Regions from separate parts of the Anser cygnoides genome. Here region 1 is linked to region 2. A link is a contact called in public Hi-C data. All regions are on one chromosome and are shown on one strand. The core of a region is the stretch at or near the end of the contact, and the rest is flanking DNA. Distances in the headings are between cores, read along the strand shown.

The links. Hi-C and Micro-C count contacts between places; a contact is called where the count stands out from the background.
Region 1: a contact with region 2 is called in a Hi-C map of liver, with 3 times the contacts expected there. The contact joins the enhancer-like site here to the promoter of DSTN in region 2. A contact is called at or near these places in 2 of 7 Hi-C or Micro-C datasets (both in liver).

What each region holds. Positions count from the first base shown.
Region 1 is chr3:15,054,257-15,057,518 of Taihu_goose_T2T_genome, forward strand. No RefSeq gene overlaps it. Among named protein-coding and RNA genes, the nearest start is that of RRBP1, 15 kb to the left of the region's middle. Within about 2 kb of position 1,530, at least 2 of the 3 cell types and tissues checked have open chromatin away from gene starts, as enhancers often do. A contact at or near this core is called in liver, where this site is marked.
Region 2 is chr3:14,998,900-15,002,253 of Taihu_goose_T2T_genome, forward strand. It overlaps DSTN (destrin, actin depolymerizing factor), which reads left to right and starts at 1,792. Exons shown (of 4, transcript XM_066993538.1): 1 at 1,792-1,934. The coding sequence starts at 1,932. It overlaps LOC136790336 (a long non-coding RNA gene), which reads right to left and starts at 1,706. Exons shown (of 2, transcript XR_010830066.1): 1 at 1,569-1,706; 2 at 1,004-1,217.

The sequences.
Region 1 (3,262 bases), core at 280-2,779, 55 kb after region 2:
TTTGGTGCTCTGTCCCCCTGCTCTGAGTCTGGCAGGGCTTTTGATGGCCAACCAGGCCATCCTGTGCTGGAATATCCAGGGCCTGTGCAGGAAAATGCCACCTTCCCCTCCCCAGTGACCCACCACAGCTCACCCTATCACGGGTTTGATCAGGGAACAGATCCAGCTTAAAATAAATAAATAAATAAAGTGGATACTGGGCAGACAGAGAATTATTTTTGGAGGCAGGACCTCCCCCGGGTCCCAGCGCTGCGGTGGCATTGCTCCCAAGCCGGCTGCAGCTCCAGGAGATGAGGAGGGGCAGCCTGGGTGGAGGGGAGGGGAAAGAATTCCCTAAGGCAGCTGCGCGATGCCGAACACACGGTGAGTTTGTGCACGTCCTACCCCAGCCCCCGGCTCTGCACCCTGACGAAAATAAATAAATAAAAGTGGGAGGTACATTAGGTCTCAGGAAACATCCTCTCTGACCAGCCAAGAAGAGCTGGCAACTAAAGGCCAGTTCTGCCTGCTCCCTGGTGCTCGGCTCTATTTGCCTTCCCAACACGTGGAAAGAGCCTTTTGGCCGGCGTGGCGGTGTTTTAAAAGGCTGAGCTTACAGCAGCCCAGAGCAGGGAAGCCCTTGACCCATCGCTGGCGGCGGCGCACGGCTCCCCTTCACCCCTTGCACCGCATGGCCTGCAGCTGAAGCGGCCTGGGGCAGCTCCGTCCCCGGGGCTGCAGCGCTGCCCTGCACCAAACCAGAGGTTCCTCTGGCACCACGTTACCTCAGAAAAACCTTTCTGAAGAGAAGAGCACTTTTGAGAGCCTTGTCACAGGGCACTGGCAAATTTTGCCAGGGCCTGGCGCTGGGTTCTGCAGGAATGAAGACCTCCTGGAGGAACCCCACCTGCGAGGATTTCTGTTGACATGCCCTGCTTACAGGTCCCTGCTGTAATTCAAAGTGGCTGCCAGCGTACCTGCAGGCGAAATCACCCCCATGATGGGAATGCCGGAAGGTCACAGATGCAAACAAATATTTGACGAAGCGATAGAAGGCAGCCTTGAACACTGGAGGACCCCTTCCTTTGTGTCTGCGTGTGAACGCCCGCCAGCATGCCACCCACGCCGTGTTTGAGCTGCTTCGCTGTGTGCACACCACTTGCCTTGTTAATGTTTAGACTTTCACTGAAAGGCCCGTCTAGGCTCGGCGAGCAGGAATCAGCACTGTTAATTAGCTGGAGACAAAGCTTTTATCTCCAACACTACTGTCATTTCTCTTTTCTGTAGGCAGAAGACCTGTAGGTTCCTCCTGGGCTTCTACATGACCTTTCCTTTCCCAGTCCACATTCTCCTGGAGTTGTTTGATTCAAGTCTTACCCACCTGGGGATGGCTCCCAGAAACCCGCCTGGCCATTCTCCTTCCAACCCTCCTTCCATGCCTGACCAGGCTCAGCCCAACTCCTTAAAACATCTGAAGGGCATTGAGGGGCAAGTGTATCTTCTGACCAGTGCTCTCAGAGCAGAGCAAGGCAACCAGCTGAGTGAGAGAAGCAGGCCTCAGCTCTGGGTGAAAGCCCTGGTCCTCACAGTAGAAGGACATGAGGTTGTTCATAGGATGATAGTCCTGCTGTGCTGACGCACATAACATTGCCCTCAGGATGCCTGGAGCTGTGCTAAAGGGATTAAGAGGCACCAGAGCAGTCTCACGGTTGTACTCACCTGCTGTTGTCGATAAACCATGGATATTGTCTCTGTAAAATCATGGGAGGTTGTACAAGATGCCAGGGAACGTGTTTTTGACATGCCCGCTAGCTTTTAGTTACATTTACATGTTGATCATCTCAATCAGCCTGTCCTCTGTCTTTCTCCATCTTCTCTTTGTCTCTTCCCTCTCTGTTTCCTTACAAGTCCCATGGGATTTCCTCCAGCTGTGTCCCAGCACCATGAAAAACCAGCAGCCTCAGATCCTGATGTAGGAACATCAGCCCTATGGGTTTAGCAGACCTTTGGGTTTAAACCTTTTGCTCCCTCAGGACCCAGGAAACTGGGGGATTTTCTTCCCCTCTAAATTTTGTTGCAGGAGGTCTGCAAATTGCATGGCACGGTGCTCTCACTTAAGGAAATGTTCTTTATGGCATGAAGAGGAAGAAACCAGGGGCTTGGTGCGATGTGTTTTGTGTCTTGTCTCTGGACTCAGCAAATCTGGATGGACCCCCTGCCTATGCCTCAAGCAACTGCTCTCCTGGGACTTTTTCTCCTTGCTGTTTCTGTAGAAAGCTGGACAAGGAAAGAAAGAATTTTAAGGGTTGTTTGTTTTTTTTTTTTTCCCTCTTTTCTATTTTTACATACTAAAAAAAAAAAAAAAAAAAAAAAAAAAAGCCTGGCCATCCCACAGGCCCTCCAGCCAAATTTATTGCCCCATCAAAGGGTGGCAGGAGAGCATGAGACCCACCAGCCCTTCCAGCTCCCTGCCCAGCATCTCAGCTCAGCTCATCCAAACTGTGATTCAAGGCAACGGGAAACGTCTGAACACAGACTGCACTGATTCAGGCCTCTGCTGTGGTTATCCCGAGGAAAATCTGGTTTAGAGGGAATTAAGAGGATGTTGCAGCATTTTTACAGGATTAGTTCAGCTGAAATCTGTGCCACAGACAGAGGCAGCACAGACAGCCAAGAAACCCAGAAAGAGGACTCTATAAGACAGATCTTTCCACATATCTGTCTCTTATCCAAAAGTCAGCTCTTTCCCCCAAATGGCTCGGCAAATGCGAACCATTTCACGGTTCCTGATTAAAACTCCCCTCTTCTCTCAAGAGCTCACGTTTCATTGCCCAGACACCATGCACCATCCGACCCCAGAGCACCTCAGTCATAACAAGATGGCATTAATCCTGGCAGACCGTGATCCCTGTCACTGCAGGAACCGGATATTTCTTCTCACCAAATCCCCCCAAACCCTCTTCGGCAGAGCAGCGACGTTCCCCAGTGACCATTTTCTCCCCAGCCCTGCTGTATCTCCCCAGCTGGGGAACCATGACAGCTTTTGTTTGAATTCTCTAGCTACGTGGCTTTTCCTTTCTCAACGTCTGGCTGCCCAAGCGCAGCTGCGTGGTTTGGCAGGGCGGGCTTGACTTTCAGACTCCGAGGTGGTTTCAGGCCTAAAACACCTAAAACCCTGGTGATAAAAATACACCCTGGTACTTTCAAGAACTAAAAGGGTGGCTAGTAGCGGTGTTAATTCACCTGTCAGCCCGACTTCAGCGTCCCTATTTGGCTGCTAGCA
Region 2 (3,354 bases), core at 542-3,041:
CAAAAAGCACAGCTGCCCCGGGTCCCAGTCTCATGCCACCAGAGATGGAGGTCTGCTATGGCACCGTGCAGAGGCTCTGGCAGCCAGTGTGTGCCTCAATTTTCCCTTCCCAGCACCAATGAGCTGTAGCTTTCACCCACACCGTGCCAACAGCTGGCATCGAAATACAGGACCAGAAAGGGTTGTCTGGAGAAATGCATTTGTAGGTCTGGTGCTCTATTACAGAGGCATTTTACCTGACTTATTTTAGAACCATACATTTAAAAAAAAAAAAAAAAAAGAGAAAGTTCCCACTCAATTCTTTTTACTTTCAAAGACAAAGACTTTGCTCCCAATTTAGCATTCCTTGATTAAATACATCAGAAAGGAGCATAGGGAGGAACAACCCACCCACTGCCATTTAAGTCTAGCAAAAGGCTCACCAGTACCACTTAATTTCACCACAAACAAACGCTCTTGCAAAAGGGACCCCTTGCCAGCACAAGGCACCCAACAAAAGAGCCTGCCGGAACAGGACTGCTTTTTCAACACATGCATTTTCAATATGCGATCTTTCAGCAACCCATATCTCAAGTGAGCAGGCACAACAGCATCTAAAAAGGGAAACGACGGGGGTATGCTGCAAGGAGGTTAGAAAAAAAAATTATGTGTGTAACTAGAACGGGGGAATATGGATAAAAACTGTAAGGTATGGCTTACACCTTTGTTGTTGATGCTTTATGTTAGATGTAAGCCAGAAATATTGCTGCCTCGTACGCCAGCCCTGAAAACAGCCACACAAATCTTGCTTTGTTTTCTGCTTACAAGCAGGCACAGAGAGAGAGGCTCAACAAACACGCTTGATGCTGGGGGTTCTTTGCTCATCAATTCATGGCAGTTCAAGCCGGGAGCATCGCCGCACCCAGTAACGAAGCCAAACCACCTCTACTTTTTCACGTTAGACGCTTCAGCAATCAGCGAACAGCCTGCTTACAGAAGCCCCGCAACACATCGCGCAGAAACGTTAAGGAAACGATAACATTTTTATTATTTTTATTGTTGTTTTTTTTTTGCAGCATTTCGGGGCGAGCGCCCCAGGAGCGGAGGCCGGGCGCCGGGTGCTTTGTCTGGAGGCCGGCGCGATGCACAGGGTTTCCTCGGCTCGCCGCGGCAACGGCCGGCGCCAGCCAATCACGAGTGGCTGGCTGAGATCGCACCAAAGTAGGTAGTGAAAAACCCTGAAAAAAAAAAAAATTAGAAAAAAAAAAAAAAAGGCGAGCGAGCGAAGCCACTTCCCCCTCACCGCCTCCTCAGCCCGCCGCCGCCCCCGCCCGGCCTCGACCCGGCCGCCTCCCCTCACGATCGCTCCCTGCCCCTCACAGCCGCCCCCGCCCCCGCTTTTACCCCCCTAAATCCCCTTTTACCCCCTCACACCCCCTTTTTACCCCCTCACACCCCCATTTTGCCCCCTTTTTGCCCCCATTTTGGCCCCTCACGCGCCGTTTTGCCCCCTCACGCCCCCATTTTTACCCCCCCCTCCTTTTGCCCCCCCCTCATTCCCTCACGCACCCCCCGCCCTCCGCGCACACCTTGGGGCAGGTAGCCCCGCCCCTCTTCTCTCAGCGCCCGCCGCCATTGGCCGGCCGGCCATCCATCACCCGCCGGCTCCGCCTCCGATTGGGCGGCCCGCCCCCCTCAGGGGGCGTACGGAGCGGGGGGGCGGCAGGCGCGCATGCGCTCTGTCTCTAGTGAGGCAGCGGGGCGTTGCCACGCGGGGCTCCCACCATAGCAACCGCTTCCTCCTCCGGGCCCGGCGGCCGTGACGTCGGCAGCGTTTCCGCCCGGCTCGCGCCCTCGCCGCTTCCCTTCCTGCCGCCGGAGCCCGCGCCGCGCCCAGCCGCCGAGGGGAGCAGCCGCCGCCGCACCGCGCTCCGCCGCCCGCCGCCGCCGCCATGGTAAGGGACCTGCGGGGCGCCCCCCCCCCTCCACCCCACAGCCCCGGGAGCCTACCGGCGGCTCCCCGCCGGGCTCCGGTCCCTCGGGGCGCCGCGCCGTGAGGCGGCGGAATCCCCCCCCCCCCCATATCCCCCCCGCATCAGTGCCGTGGAACGTTCCTCCCCTCCCCCCCCGCTTTGCGGTGGTACGTTCCATCCCCTCAGAGCGCCCCTTCCCCCTCCCCCCCCGGAGGCGCGATGGTACGGCCCGCGCCGCGTGCGCGCGCGGGGGGCCGAGCGCGTCCATTTCGTGGCGCGGGGGGGGAGCGGAGCGCGCCGCGGGGCCCCTCCCAGCGCTCCCTGTCTGTGCCGCAGGGCGCGGCCGCACCCAACCCCCCCCCCCCCCCCGGGGCTTTTGTAGGTCGGGGGGTGGGGGGGGTACGGCCCGGCCCGGCCCGGCCCGGCAGGAAGCTGCGGCTGCCCCCGGCCGCATCCGGCCGCGCGGCGGGAGCCATCTTCCTCGGGGGGAGGGGGTGGGGGGGCGCCCAAGGCCGCTGGAGCCTGGCGGAGGAGGAGGAGGAGGAGGAGGGTGCGAGCCCTGCCTCGGCCGTGAGGGGAGAAACGCCCCCAGAGAGCCGCCCGGCCATTGTGCCCCGGCGCCGTGTGGGCGGATCGGGGGGGGGGGGGTAAAGGCGAAGTTTGCCCCCTCCCATCACCCCACCCCCCCGTTTAACCCGCACGGCTGAGATTGATGAATTGGCATGAATTAGCTCGCACAGCCCTAATTACCGCCCTGTTCTTGCCTTTCCGGCACCAAACACCGGCGTCTCTTAACGCCCTCCGTTAGGTTATTCGCCGCTAGCTTTTGAAGGGCGTCGCAGCCCACCCGCAGCATTCGCCGTTCGTGTCCCCGACGCAGGGCACAGCTCGTGGATAAACTCCCGCCCCGCACGGCCCCAGCGCGCAGGATGTGCTGGTAATCTCCCTGCTTCCTATAAAACCCAGCTGAAGCATCCCCGGCCGGGCTGCAGCGTGGAGCAGAGCTAATGGGAGTTGCAGATGAAGCTGCTGAAAAGTCTGACGAGACTTGCAGCTCTTGTTTAAAATAGGCTTGTCTGAACAAGCTAGCTGCCACCTCTGCAGTACGCAAACCTAGTTTAAAATGACTCCTCGGCGTGTCAGGCTGCATCTTGCTTCAGAACCAGGCAATTCCCAAGTCAGCCAGAACTAGCATTTCTCATAGTGATCTTTTTTAGAACAGGGTGTGTTTTTTTGGCTTTTTTTTTTTTTGGTTCCTGTGTTTTTAGATGCGTTCTAGTTGCAGCAAACGATTTTGCTTTTAGGCAGAGCGTAGGCCTTTTGGCAGAGTACCATAACGCCAAGCAGCAGGGCGTCACTTTACATCAAAAGAACATTGGATTTTCGGCTTTTATCTGTCTTG